Regions from separate parts of the Capsicum annuum genome. Here region 1 is linked to region 2. The links are chromatin contacts, called in public Hi-C maps. All regions are on one chromosome and are shown on one strand. The core of a region is the stretch at or near the end of the contact, and the rest is flanking DNA. Distances in the headings are between cores, read along the strand shown. Region 1 holds the start of LOC107855699 (WD repeat-containing protein GTS1). Region 2 has its middle 45 kb from the start of LOC107855695.

Region 1 (7,603 bases), core at 4,288-6,787, 51 kb before region 2:
GGATGAGACCACCTTATAAACTCCAGTTGGTAATATTGCCTACCGAATTGAAGCAGGGACCTTTTTTTGTAAATTATTGGAAACTTGTACATTGAGATTGCATTTTGCCTGTGGAAATAGAATTATCTAAAGTGAGAATACATGAAAGGGGGTTCTTTTGCCTATCCATTTTACAGATTGCTTTTTCTATTTACTTTAAGAACACTATTCTTTACCCACAAAACTCCTTTTTGTGTTTTGTTGCGTTTAACTGTGTTTCTTTCTATTCAGAGAAGTGGAGGGAAGGATTTGGGTGATGAGAGAATGATACATTGCGGTTAATTTAACGTTCTTGTTGTCTTTTCGTAATATTATTTGGTAGCTTTTCTCCATTTCCATAATGAACAGGAGGGTGAAGTACCTGCCAGTTTGCAGTGTCTTTCAATCCAGCTTTTTTTCAAAATGTGCAAATATGCAAGGATGAAATACTGTGCCAGCATTCAGAGTCAATGAACCAATGCCTCAAATCTTCAATCAAAATCAGTTATGTAAACTTTTCACTTTGTTACTCAATACTGAGAAGATTTAATAAGAGATTAATCATCTTCACGGTTATTGTCAGCCTGTCAATAATCGCATTTACACACCGGCCTCCATTAGGGTATTTCAAGAATTTAGTATTACACTCAGCTCTTGTGAGCCCTCACAATCTTATACGAGCTCAAGCAAGAAAAACGAAGTAACCAAGAAAGAAAGCATTTTAAATGAAGCCAGTCCGACCAATGAATTTAGACAACACTTAAATAAGACAACTAATATACAACATAAACTTCCATCCAAAGGAAAAATTGTTAATACGGAGAATGTCTGCTCTTTCTGCGGGCCTTCTCTGATTTCAGAGCAGGAGTTGAGATCCATGATTGGCTTGTACCAGAACCATCAGACAACCAGCAACAAAGCCGACCATCTTCACCACCAGTCCAGCCAAAGATACCATGGTTATCCATGGTCTCACCTGGTACCCCAGACAAGACACTCCTAATGATGCCTTCATGTCCGCCACACAGAACTGCTTCTGGAGGACCAATGGCTCGCGTCTCCTTATAATTTACAGGGAAGTAGCCCAAGGAACCACCATTCGTCCCACCAATGACCCAGAAACGGTCTTCCTCCACTGAATAGTGGCAATCAACAAAATAGTCAACCTGCCATCAAATTTTTAGCCGGAGTGGTCAGTTCGCACTCTTATCTCTAAACTCACAATCATCGTCTTCAATAGCACAGCACCTTAAATACAACCGATTTTCCTAGTGTTATCTGATAAATCTTTTAATTTTTTTCTTTCAAGAAAAAATTCCAGTGTGCAGAACATTGCAGGTGCCAAGTATGGAAAGATCACAGCCAACTCCAAATTAGGAGTAGTTTATCATCTTTTTGAACACATACGTGAATAGACGTAAAAGTCAAGAACAGAGTAATAGGTTTCCCTGCATAGAGAAATGAATAGGCATAAAAGTCACATACACTGTCTGCCATCCAGCTCTTAGAGGCCAAGGATCTAGCATCCTCAAAACTGGCCTCGGTTCTTTCTTCTTTCCAGTCCCAGACACTACATCAGAAAAAGACGTAAAAAAGCAAAGCAAAACATAGCTTAGATCATGTTAAGGTGAGATGCACAATACACCAACTGTGCTAAAAGGACAAAAAGTTGAGCGTAAAAGACAAATCAGCTGGAGCTATGGAGCATATTAGGATGATATGGATGTTTTTAAAACCTTAAAGTTTCGATGTGTGTCAAACACCAAAGCTTCTGATTCTTCTCCCCAAGAAATCCCACTTTTCCAATAGAGGTTCCCACATTGAATACCTGTAATTATATCTTGGTATAAGTGGCATAGAATCAGAAAGAACATATATCTACTTAACGAAAGATGGAAATATGAAAACACAGGCACTGCTCATTAATCAATAAAACTGCAATATGCCAGGCTCTTGCTTCAAAGTACACTCTACTGATGTCAAAACTTAGCAATTCAGAAATAGAGAAAAACGAAAATCAAAATCATCATGAGAAGACAAGGTTTCATATACGGAGCGTGGATGGAGATCGTGTTCTCATAACAACAATGGCAAAAATTTACAACTAGAATACACATCAACTACCATTTTTTCTTTTGAGTACAAGTTAACTGAGATCATGAAAGTTTTCACTAGCAGTCTGGCATATCCTTATTATAGGTATAACAGCATGGATTTCAGTAAAAGTATAACAGTGGGGCAAGACATGAGGCATACTATCACGCTACAGTTATTGTACACTTTTCCAGCTTAAGTGCTCAATAGGCTGCACCTTCTCAATGTACTTGTGGTTATAATTTAGATGAAGTAAACAGAAAAAATGAAATGCAAATGTTGTGATATTTGACGTACTGATACCAGTTGATCATCATCATTGATGTCTCCACCAGTATCAAATAAACACATCAATCCATCAACCGATGCGGAAATGAGTCTATCATCATAGCCTGGAATAAAGTGCACCTAAAAATGAACACAAGAAACAAAAAAGGCTTCAAGACAATTTGCAGTACTTCTGAATGAGAAAAGGAGAAGATAAGAAACCAACAGTTTTTGCATTTAGTAATCATTAGAAGCATAAAATACGCTGCATCCAAACTAGGCCAGTCATTATTTTTTTCCTCCTCTTTCTCAGATAGTTAAGTAAACATGCAATGAACTCCACAAACATATCTGCGAATGGTGGTGGAGCAGTAATCAGTGACCGACGGTCATAACAGGTTCAGCACAACTTCCAACTACTTCGAGAGAGATGGCAGCAGTTAAGAGTACAATTATATCTCATGCACTCTAACTTCAAAAGAAGCAAATAATTTACAGTAAGATAATATCGAGTATGCTTATATTTCACCTTTCTTTTCTATCATCGTTAAAATACAAACGTACTAATAGAAATAAGAAAATACTCAGAGCACCACAGGTATTAAACTATAATTCAGAGGACTTGACCACACTGAAATTTCTCTACAGTCATGCTACTACAAAAGAAATTTCAGATTATTCTGCTCTTAGAAAAACAATTTGCAATGTTGTACTAACATGGGTGTGAATTTTTCTAGCACTGATGAAAAACGAGTATTAACTTATAAAGCATTGAATTAACACAATAAACTCAATGGTTTACTATCTAATGCATGGGAAATGAGTCAATAACTAGTAGAGCAACACACCTGAGTAACATCTTCCGTATGAGATTCCTCCAAGCACGCAACCTGATGCTTGGTCCTACAATCCCAAAAGAGTATCTGTACAAAGATAACCACAATACAATGTCATTTGCCACATATCTCATACAACTTAATAGAGCTAAGTAATTTCATGTGCCTCACTCCAAAGAATAAGTCAATCACATCTCTCATATAACAAAACGATTCTTAGGAATTATATCTGGCAAAGTAGAATTCTTTTTGTAGTTTCAAGCAATTTGAATTCTTGATTCACTGCTGAAGAAAGCAGTAAATAGTTTATGACAGACCAAGCTAACTAATTTCCAGGGTCGGATATAGTATTTGGGCACCAGCCAGCAGGTGCCAATCACTTCCCGTGTCTTGCATCATATATATAAGTTAAAACATTCATTCTTAAATATACAGAGAGAGAGACACTAAGGGGTCGTTCAGTAGAGTCTATAAGAATAGTACTGAGAGTAATGTTGGGGTTAGTTACACGGAGATTATTTCTTATCCACTAGTTGGTTTGGTGTATTAAAGGCAGTCCGATCTTTAACCATGCTTATCCATGTATTAATAACCCTTGTATTACTAATACCATAGTTTGTTGTGTATTAGTTATACACCCTATAATATTGAATAAGGTGTATTAGTTATACATAGGCTGAAAATCCTACCAAAAAAGGATTTAAAAATACCATAACTATTTTTTTAAAAAAATGAAAATAATACCAAAAATAATACATGTATTATGTTCTCTACTACATTCTATCAAATGAGTCTAAGTTTGCTTGCATTACTGTTTGTAGTGCTTCGCTACGCAAGGGGAGAGCTTATGCCCGGCTAAGTAAGCGTTGTGGTTCCCTACATGTACAAATTAAGATTCAACTAATCTACCATTTCTAATTTGCAGCCACAAGGCGTAGTACCTGAGAATTACACCCGGCAGCAAGCAGATTGTGATTAGCTCCACCAGAGGAGAAACTAAATATCTTTTGAGAAGGGCCACCACTTAAGGAGAAAACCTGCATTGCATCTATTTGAAATAAAAACAAAAATACAACACAATCCCGAAAGGAAGCACACAAATACGCATAAAAGTTAAAAATTGGAACCTGTTGAAAGGACCTAGTATCCCAAGCTCGGAGAGTTCCATCGGAAGAACAAGAATGCAGGACGTGTGGCGATGAAGGATCCGAGAAGGAAATTTGATTAATGGTCGAAGAATGACCATTACATTCACCAATGTACTGTCCTGTAGCTAAAGAGTACAACTTAATTGCATTGGTTGAGAGTGATACCGCCATTGATGTCCAGTCATTCCTATAAACACATATGCTCAGTGAGAACTTCAGGACAAAATATTAATAAATAGGAATCAATGGAGAAGGTAGAAGGAAAAAAGGGAAGACACGGAAAATCATAGTAGTTCAGTTAATTGGCTACTCGAACTTTCACCTCGTTGGTGAGTTATTCAACTCTAACCTAGTAATGTTCTCCAACATTTCCCCTTCCCTCACACCCCATGTAAGTGTAGTTCGATGCACTAAAGCTCCAGTTATGTGCGATTCGGGAAAGGACTGAACCATAAGGGCTTGTTCGGTACAAGGGATAAAGGATAACTAATCCCGAGATTAATTTTAGGACGAGCTTATCAAATGTTTGGTTGGGATAAAATGCATGAGACAACTCCACAGGAATTAGTTATCCCGGGATTGTAGCATTATTTTTATCCCATCTTGAGGGTGATTCCGGAATAACTTGTTTCCAACCAAACGAACCCCTAAGTGTGTATTATACACAAAACTTATCCTACACATTTCTGCAAGAGACTAATTACAAGGTTTAAACCCATGGCGCCCGATCACGATCACATGACTAACAACTTTGCCAGTTAAGTCCCAACGGTAATAATAAAAAAATTCAAAAAAAAAAAAAAAAAAAAAAAGGAACATAAGGGAGGGGTGGGGGGAAGAGATACTTGGGAACGATTTGGAAAACGTAATCATCGTTGAAGTTTGTCTGAATGGAGTTTCTGATACCAAAACGCTTAGTAGTGTTGTCGGGTAATGATTGTTGTTCTATCTCCATCTCCTCTGCCTCACCCATTTTCTTCCTCTGCTAACAATTTGTGTGTTAAGGAGGAAAAATAGTGAACATGGGTTTAGGGTTGAACTTTTATTTTTTAGAGTATTTGTTTATTAGTGTTTAAGGTTGGACTCTGTCTGAATACAACATCCTTAGTTTCATTCAGTTTAAAAAAACAAAGAAATTATATTTGTGAAATTTGTGGTTTTGGACATGTTATTCAGTCCGTTAGAATAGAAGTTAAAGAGGGTATTTATGCTCGGCGTGTTCTACTCTTCCATTCTCAAATTACTTCATATGTTTGTCTTTTACACAGTTTTTAAAAGGAGAAATTTATGAAAGTTATAAATTGACTAATATGATTATATTAAATTCACATTAAATATTATCATTATCTAATTGAGTTAATTATTTTTATTAAATTACTAAGGGTGAAGTTCGGAAAAAATATTCAATTATTTTTTAATTCCTTAAACATGTCAACTATTTAGAGAAAATTCTCTGCACGAAAATATAAAAGTATATGAGATGGAGGGGGTATCTTATGTCTAGCTATCAAAGATTATAATTAAAGGTAATATATGAAATTTGAAGTTAAATTATTTTAATAATTTTATGATGAAGGGAACGAAGAACGAACAGAAGAAACAGTATAGTAAAATGATGAAATGAGGAACAATGAACGGGAGACATCAAAGGAAGCATTGTGAACTTGATACTAAGGGTCAGTAGTTATTACTTTGATATGTGGATTTATGTGGTGCAAAGTTCTTTCATTGTTGAGGCTTCTGTTATCTCCAGAAATTCTCTCTCTGGAGTCGACATTCATTTCCCTTTAGTTGTAAGTGCACGTTCTATTTTAATTTGAATCGTCGTCATGGCTTACGGGGGTACGTATGGGCGCATCGCATACATTTGTGGAAGCTAAGTCACTTGGGAGGGTTCTCATTGAATCTTATTACACACATGACTACAATGAACAGGTATTAAAAAGAATAATGACACAAAAAATAGAATACATAACTACACTGTAAGCTTTGATTTTAACCAGTTTATTGTTAGTAATTGTTTTTGCATAACTAATTAGAGGACCGGGACCAACCGGGTTGATAGCTTCCTCACCATCAGCGTTTTTATCATAGCTGGATTATGCTAACATTTGCAAGTTTTCTCCTCAATTAAGTGAGAAGTTGGAATTATGCTTCGAAAAAATTCACAACCAAAAAAAACTTAAAAAAGACTTACGTAAGAGGGAAATCCATGAAGTACTGGCTGCTTTGTGCCTGATATTACTTCTAATCTACTTGTACAAGATTTAAGTTGAACTTTATCAACGAAACCACAAGGACGCTTTCATATGTCAACCCCTCTAACCTGATATATAAAGTATAAACCAATTCAAAACTAAACATGAAAGCCAACCCCTCAACCTGATATATAAAGTACGAACCAATTCGAAACTAAACAGTCGGCTCGTTCCCCTCTCAATTACTTCCACTAGTAAAATACTTGGGGATTTTAAGGATAAGGAAACTGAAACAAATTGGAGACGGAGATCATTCATGTTGAGCTAGTTTAAGCAGAAGCATCTAAAACAGATATGGCAGGCCAGGAAGATACAGATATTTGATCCAAGTCATTCAAACATCATTATCAGTCAAACTAAAACAATAGTACAGAAGCCCACAAATTAGAAGAGTTGAGGTATGTTATCCAGCTCAGGTGGATGAAAATGTTAATAATGCCCCTCACGAAGAACTCCCATGAGCGATAAGCTTCTTTACTTTAATGAACTGAAAGGGACAACTTATAACCATGCCACTCTAGAATGCAAGCCAGTGGATCTCTTCAGCAACGTCTACTACTTATGCACTCAAGAGCCTGGCTGAGCTTCCACTTCTTCCCTATGCAGTCTCACCTCCTGCCTTGGTGACTTCTTCAATTTTTGGCTTCCCATCTACCGTCTCAGCAGCTTTAGCTGAAGGCTTGGTCACATCTTGCTCTGCATAAGAGAATGATATTAGACTTTTTATGACAAGTTAAAAAGGAACACTATAAACCCCAAGGTAGATGGAGAATTCTCATAACATTACTAAACCCTCAGACAGCATCTAGACAACATAAACATGTTAGACACTCCTTTAGATACTAATAACCTAAAGTGAAGTACACAAATACTTCCTTCAGGAAATATCCTGATTAGCATATATTCCAAATTTATTCGCTACCATCAACTTTTGGAAAGAAGACAACACTGAGAGTCAAACTTTAGCCTGAAACTCACCAAA
Region 2 (7,151 bases), core at 2,454-4,953:
TACAAACGGAATGTTTATAAAAATTTTAAAATAAGTATAATAGCTAAATGCTATTTTGAGATTAATTTGAGTTCACAAATTAAAAATAAAACATTAACATATAATATTCATTGACATCAGTTTTCATAGAGTAATTCTACCATCAATATTATTGCAAATTCAAAATTCATGAATTAGAAATTATTATTATTATTAGAAGAAGAAGACAATTAGCGTGAAACAATTTAAAAGAAAATCGTGATGAAGAAGAAAAAATCTATGTTTGATAATGAAGAATTGAAATAAAAAAAACGTATGGTTGTTATGAAAAAAGAGAAAATGGTATAGTTAAAGAAAGAGAAAACTGTTTGAGAGAGAATAAAAGGGATAATTGACATATTAATAATAACTGTCATCCCTTTTTATTGGTATGAAATCTCTTTTTCCTTATACAAATTTTTTATTTTATTTTTAAAACTAAAATAAAAATATTTTTTCCTTTTTTATACTGATTTTGCCTATAACTTACAAACTTAAAAATTTGCTATATCTCATGTTAAACAATCTAAAGATGTTTATTTGCATTTTTTCCCTTCTTATTAAAGTCTCAAAACTACTTCTTCTGTTTAGTGACCTAACAAATGGATGAGGCCCGAAACATGCCAGGATGGGCCTGATTCTACTTCGACAGTGTGGCCCAAAATATTGTTTTTGTGGCGTTATGGGTCATTTGCACTTCTTCCTATATTTTGTGAAAAAAATTACATCATTGATCATACTATAATCACATGTCAAAACTTAACTTATTATAATTACTTAAAATTTTAATCCTTTTAAGTAATCACATAAATTTATGATTTTACTTAAAAGCTCGGATACATAGAAGAATGTGGTGTATCCGTATAAAATTAAGTGAAGTATCCGAAAGAATGTGATGTATACGTATAAAATTAAGTGATGTATTCAAAAGATGTGATGTATCTGTATAAAATTAAGTGTTGCATTTGAAAAAAAATGTGGCCTAATATTATTTGTCAAGTTAATTGGGAAATCTATGGTCAAACAGGTCCTTAGTTTAGACATTGATACTTGGGTTTGAGAGTTTAAGGGAAAACCCTATATGTACAACTCATATTCATCAAATGTAATAGGAGATTTTCGTATTCAAATATAGCACGAGGTTGTTTTTCAAAATATATATGAAACCAAACTTTAAATTTTTCTCAATGCTTAAAATTTCGCTCGCAATTTCACATATATATATATATATATATAAATTGTATAAAACCACTATACAATATGTATATAACTCCATAAATTTTATAGAAAGATCATGTTAGGTATCTAACAAATAACGTTCTCGATCAGGGTTTCGAATCTCGATCACTATGTCATGTATAAAATCTGTTAGAAAATATGCATACAACTGTATAAATTTTATATAAAGTTCTTATGCTGATTTCTAGAAATTTAATACAACTATAACAACAATGTATACAACTTTCATACCATATTTGTACAAATCTAACACAACTAAAACTAACATACAAACTTAAAATATATTTTTCATACAACTCAACATACATTTGTTATACAACTTTGATATAAATTTGGTACAAGCTTGCTGTAACTTCAAACTTTAATTAACTAAGACTGAAATTCAATTCAAAACTAGTTCAAACCTTACTCAAACAATCCCAAGTATTAATTTAAACTCTTCTTGATGTTTCAATTCTTTTGAGATACCATCTACTCAAAACAAAGTAAGCGCTAGTGACAAATTATTTTTTCGAACCTAAGTTTTGAACTCTTTAGTGGCTGACAATTGAGTTTTCTTTTAACTTGATTCTTCAATTTTCAACTTCTTAGTGAATTGGAATGTGTGTATGAATTTCTTTTATCAAAATCTAGTTAGGACCATTTCAAAAAGATAAATTCCCAAAAAGTGAAAAAGAGATAGAATAGTATTTTATACAAAGGCAAAGAAGGAAACACAATTGGTCTTATAAATATTTGGGTCAAATAGTGCTAATAGGCATTGAGGAATTATTAGTTACCCAATGGATTTGTTAATCAGAAATTTATAATTATCTACAAAGTGTGAGTTCAAGAATATGCATGTTTGCAATGCAAACGACGACACGAATTGATGTAAATTTGTAATACTTTTTAATTATTAATTCAGTTAACATTCTAATTTTTCGTGAAAAATTGATCTAAATTTTATATAATTATAGCAATATAATTTGACGATATATAATAAAGATTCATCAAACAATGAAGCATTCCTTTAGTTATACTAGAATGAAAAATTACTCAAAAAAAGTAAATTGCACTACTATGATCTTATATCCAAAATTAACAACCATTTTACATGAAAAAAATATAGACTTCTAGAATGTTGTACAACTTTATATAAATTTGTTGCTCAAAATAGTGGTTGATTATATTGTTGGTCCTTCACAATCAGCTATTATATAGGGAGGAACTAGGAATAGATAATGTGATTATAGATCTTGAGTTGCTTAATGAGTATAGACTAAAAAAGAATTTCACCAAGATGCCTAACTAAGATGGACATTAGAAAAGCCCAAGAGCGTCTCAATAGTTGGCTAAAACCAAATTTTAATATAAGGTCTTAAAGTTATTCATATACATAATATATAAGAAAATTAGTGCAACCTTTTTTATTCTTCATATTTGTTGTTTTTAGTGTAGTAAGGCATTTCACATAATAATATTATTAAGGATTGACTCAAGTTGGTAAAATGCTAATCATGTATTTTTAATGCATTAACTTGAATATTATTGTAAAAATAACATTTATTACTATAAAGATTTACTAGTTGGTTTAAAGTTTTAAAATATTTATATTGAATAATGATAGTCTTTTTTTAATATTTTATAAATAGATTTTGTATTTTTTTTTTTTTACTATATTCAATATTGTTAGAAAAGAAAAGAAAATCATAAAATAAAAAACAATGAGGCCTCGAAATTTAAAGTCTAAAGTAAAATTTTACTAGCCTTATTCTTGAGTCATTCCTTGAAAAATCTATGACTCGAAATTTATAGGTTTGTTGATTTGATTATGGAACTTGTGAATTCAGTCAACTACTCTTTGCACTGATTAATGATGTACTGGACTAAACACTCATATATTTAAAGCTAAGGAGACCCAATAACCTCATACTTACTTATTAGTTTTGTCCATTAAATACCTAAACAGATTACTTTAAAAACCTAACACACCTAAAGTAAATACTCAATAGGACTTCATCAGTTATCATCCAAGATGTATAAAAATGAAGCTAGTGCATACATGTATATCTTGTCACCTCATCATGTATTGTAGGGCTGATACTGTGTTTGTCAAGCTGTTAAAAACTTGTAGATATATTAACTAGTTGATAAATACTTCCTTCGTTTCGAAATAATTGAATTGTTGAGGTATTTATTGGTGTTTCAAAATAAGTGAATCATTGAATTTTTTTTTAAAAATTGTCCTTATGATTTGACAACCAATTAACTTTAAAAAAGGTATTACAAGGTCAATTTTTTTTTTTAAAGTAAAAATAAAAAGTTATATTAAATTTATATCTTTAATATTTTTTTCTTAATATATGTGTCAAAATCCAACAATTCATTAAACCTTACTGTTGTCCCGTCCAATCTATCACGTGACATATGGGTCTTGATTCAGCAAGAAATTGTCCTACGTGTAATAAATAAATTTTGTTGTAATATACGTAGGGTTCTTACACAATTTAATCACTAGTTGCTATCGTACCTATTTTTGGCTATCTGCTAGAAGAATTATGTGGACTTATGTGATTGATTTATAAAGCTTTTCTAAAAATGAGATAAAATTAAAAAATTAATGTAGAGAATTTTTGATGAAAAATCTGTTTCAATGCTAAAATTTGACAGCTTGTATGAACAATTAAAGGCACCATTGATTAATATTGTCCTACTTACCCACGCGATCTCAATACTTTCCTACATCTTAAAATAATATTCTAGTATCTCCCAACCATGCATGCAAATGGAAAATGAAAAATGTGACACCACTAAAAAAAAAAAAGGAAGAAATGCGTCAAGTTAGAATTTAACTATGGTTTTCTAGGTATATAACTCAACATTTAATTAATTGTAGAATATATATATAAAATATTCAATGAATTTTTAAAGAATATACAACACTAATAACATGCTAAGTATATTCTCACAAAGTAATTTTTTTAAAAAAATATGTACATAAAATATCTAATTTTACAAAGAAATTACTAGTTCACGCGCCCATATTTTATGCTATAAATTTGCCCATGATTTCAAGTTCTCTAGTAAGCTCGATAAAATTATATAATTCTTTTGTCAATAAATAAAATGATCTACTTTCGACATTTGTTCAGATGAAGGAAATATCAGAAGAAAAAGGGTAAGACATTACAATTCTGAACGCTTAATAAAGTTTGTGCGAATATTTAATAAAAGTAATTGCCGATTAGGAATGTGGTAAAATTAATAAAATTTATTCGTAGTTAATAAGAAATCTAAAATTTTCTGCGCTATAAATTTGAATTAATCAAAATTTATATATGAGTGGGAAACGAAAAAAAACTTAGTAAAATTAACGTAAGCCGTGACGACTTGAGTAGTGGCTCATTTGGCAGTTTGTTAACTTGTCAACTTTGATCTTTCTGACACAAAATAATTAAATGTGTATCTAATTTTATTTTTTTTATTTTTCCACACATTACTACTATATAAAAAGAGAATCTGAAATTTTGATTACTCTACAAGGTTAAGTTTTCACCTATTTTAATAAATTTAAATAATTATATGAGCTTATTAATTATATTTGATGTCCTATTTTACTTATTTTTTTTTACTTATCAAGACAAGACAATTAAAGTTCGTACGTTTGAAAGAGGACTTTTGGAATGCAATTAATCCCAAATTGTTAAGTATCTGAATAAGTGATTGAAGCATTAAATAGCAATTGAAATAATGAGCAAAACAATTGACAACAATTAAAGAACTGTGTAAAGATTGTAAAAGCTTTGCAGAATTATGACCAATAATTTTACTCCACTCAAGTCACCTAACGTTGCTCGGGTTTAATTAAATTGCACTGTTGCTCAAATCAAGTCCGAATTAATTGGAGAAAATTCACGAGTTTTGCACTTAGGCTCCATTTGTTTTTTATGATTCAGACATCTGAATTCGAATGATTAAGATACTGTCTTTATATTTGAAAACTGAATAATTAAGATTGTTTATTTTTTAACATCTAAATATATAAAAAAAAAAAAAAATTGTTTGTATACATAATAAAAAATATATATATAATTCAAATAAAATATTAATCATATATTAAAAAAGTATGTAATTTAATACAACAAAGTTATTAGTATTTGATTGAGGAAAAAATATTTATATTTGTTAGTGATAGTGGAGATGGTTTATAATAGTCGTTGCGGTGACAAAGATTGATGTTAGTGATTAATAATGTTGGTGGTGATAATTGTGATGATTGGTATTGTAGTGACTGTTATGATGGTGGTGATTGATGGTGGTGGTTGTTGTTGTGATGTGACGCTGCTTGATGTTAGTAGTTTAAGGTATTAATTGTGTTGGTTGAAACATGAATGTATGATGATTGACGATGTGTTGGTGCTAGTTGGAGATGTTATTTGTTGTGATGGTGAAGATGTGTTGGTGCTAGTTGGAGATGTCTTTTTCTTAACAGACGCAACTATCTGAACAGTCACTCCTTTTCCAAAATAATATATCTTTTCCTCAAAGGTTGTGTCCCTCCATTTTCCATTCACACCAATTGAACCAAACAATCCCCTACATGAATGGGGAATAACTATTTTTTGTAAAACTTTACGGGCAAATATGTGATCATCAAGCAAAGACTGATTGCATTTGGATAAGTGAGTTTTCCTTTAAATTTTTCGTAGTAAACATGCATCGGATGCACTCGGTCAATCGGTAGATTTGATATCTTTGAACCGTCGAGCTTTAATGTACACCTAGACAACACATGTCACACAACCAGCCTTTTACCATTTATGGTTCTCACGGTTTTGTTTGTTTCAACCATGAACACGTTCTGGTCTCATGAGAGCTTAGAGAATAGGCCTTTACTAACATTTTCTTTGAAGCGGCTTCGACTTCGCCCTCACATAGGTAATTTCTAAACGTTCAAATATTTGGTCAAATCTGCAAAATTTAGCTAATCATTAAAAGACTTCACACCATAAGTCTTATCCTTGTTTACTAAACATTGTCTACATCATGAGAATGGTTTGGATATTTGACAATGTTGAACCTGTCAGACACAACTTTGTTTGATCTCCTTGAACCTAGCTCCTGGGATCTCCAGTATGCTAGGTAGAGCTACCGTCATGCTAACTTATCCTAGGCCTTAAGCCCATTCCCTTGGATGTCATCTCAACTCCTTCTCTAGACAAGCCTTTGTAAGTGGATCCGGTACATTATCCTTTAACTTTACATAGCAACAGTGATAATTTCACTAGAGAGAAGTTCTCTAACGGTATTATGTCTCCGTCTCATGTGATGAGATTTACCGTTGTACATCATGCTCCCTGCCCTACTTATAGCCGCTTGGCTATCGTAATGTATACATACTGGTGCGACTAGTTTGGGCCAATAAGGAATATCTTTCAAGAAATTTCGGAGTCATTCTGCTTCTTCACTGGCTTTATCCAATGTGATAACTTCAAATTTCATTGTGGAGCGAGCAATATATATCTGTTTAGATGATTTCCAAGAGATCGCTCCTCCACCGACAGTAAATACATATCCACTCGTTGATTTTACTTCGTTCAATCTGGTGATCTAATTTGCATCACTATATTCTTCAAGTAACGCTAGATATTTATTATAATGCAAAGCATAGTCTTGAGTGTATTTAAGATACCCCAAAACTCTTTTCATTGGCATCCAACGAGTTTTGTTAGGATTACTATTGTACCGACCCAACTTACTAATAGCGCATGTTATGTCTAGTCGTGTACAATTCATTATATATATTAAGAATCCCAATACTCTTGTGTACTCTAACTATGAATCACTTTCATCTTCATTCTTTTGAAGTGCGAAACTCACGTCCAATGGAGTCTTGGCAATACTAAATTTCA

Evidence for each region. Hi-C and Micro-C count contacts between places; a contact is called where the count stands out from the background.
Region 1: a Hi-C map of pericarp shows a contact between it and region 2, with 2.6 times the contacts expected there. The contact joins the promoter of LOC107855699 here to the enhancer-like site in region 2. A contact is called at or near these places in 3 of 5 Hi-C or Micro-C datasets (leaf and pericarp).

Annotation. Positions count from the first base shown.
Region 1 is chr3:30,755,466-30,763,068 of UCD10Xv1.1, reverse strand. LOC107855699 (WD repeat-containing protein GTS1) reads right to left here and starts at 5,537. Exons shown (of 8, transcript XM_016700711.2): 1 at 5,209-5,537; 2 at 4,343-4,550; 3 at 4,157-4,252; 4 at 3,228-3,302; 5 at 2,410-2,520; 6 at 1,755-1,846; 7 at 1,504-1,588; 8 at 564-1,184. The coding sequence starts at 5,336. The coding sequence ends at 831. LOC107855695 reads right to left here. Exons shown (of 6, transcript XM_016700707.2): 6 at 6,859-7,317. The coding sequence ends at 7,220. LOC107855694 (DNA mismatch repair protein PMS1) reads left to right here. Exons shown (of 10, transcript XM_016700706.2): 10 at 1-223. The coding sequence ends at 19.
Region 2 is chr3:30,703,538-30,710,688 of UCD10Xv1.1, reverse strand. No RefSeq gene overlaps it. Among protein-coding and RNA genes, the nearest start is that of LOC107855695, 45 kb to the left of the region's middle. Within about 2 kb of position 3,703, at least 2 of the 5 cell types and tissues checked have an H3K27ac peak or open chromatin away from gene starts, as enhancers often do. A contact at or near this core is called in leaf and pericarp, where this site is marked.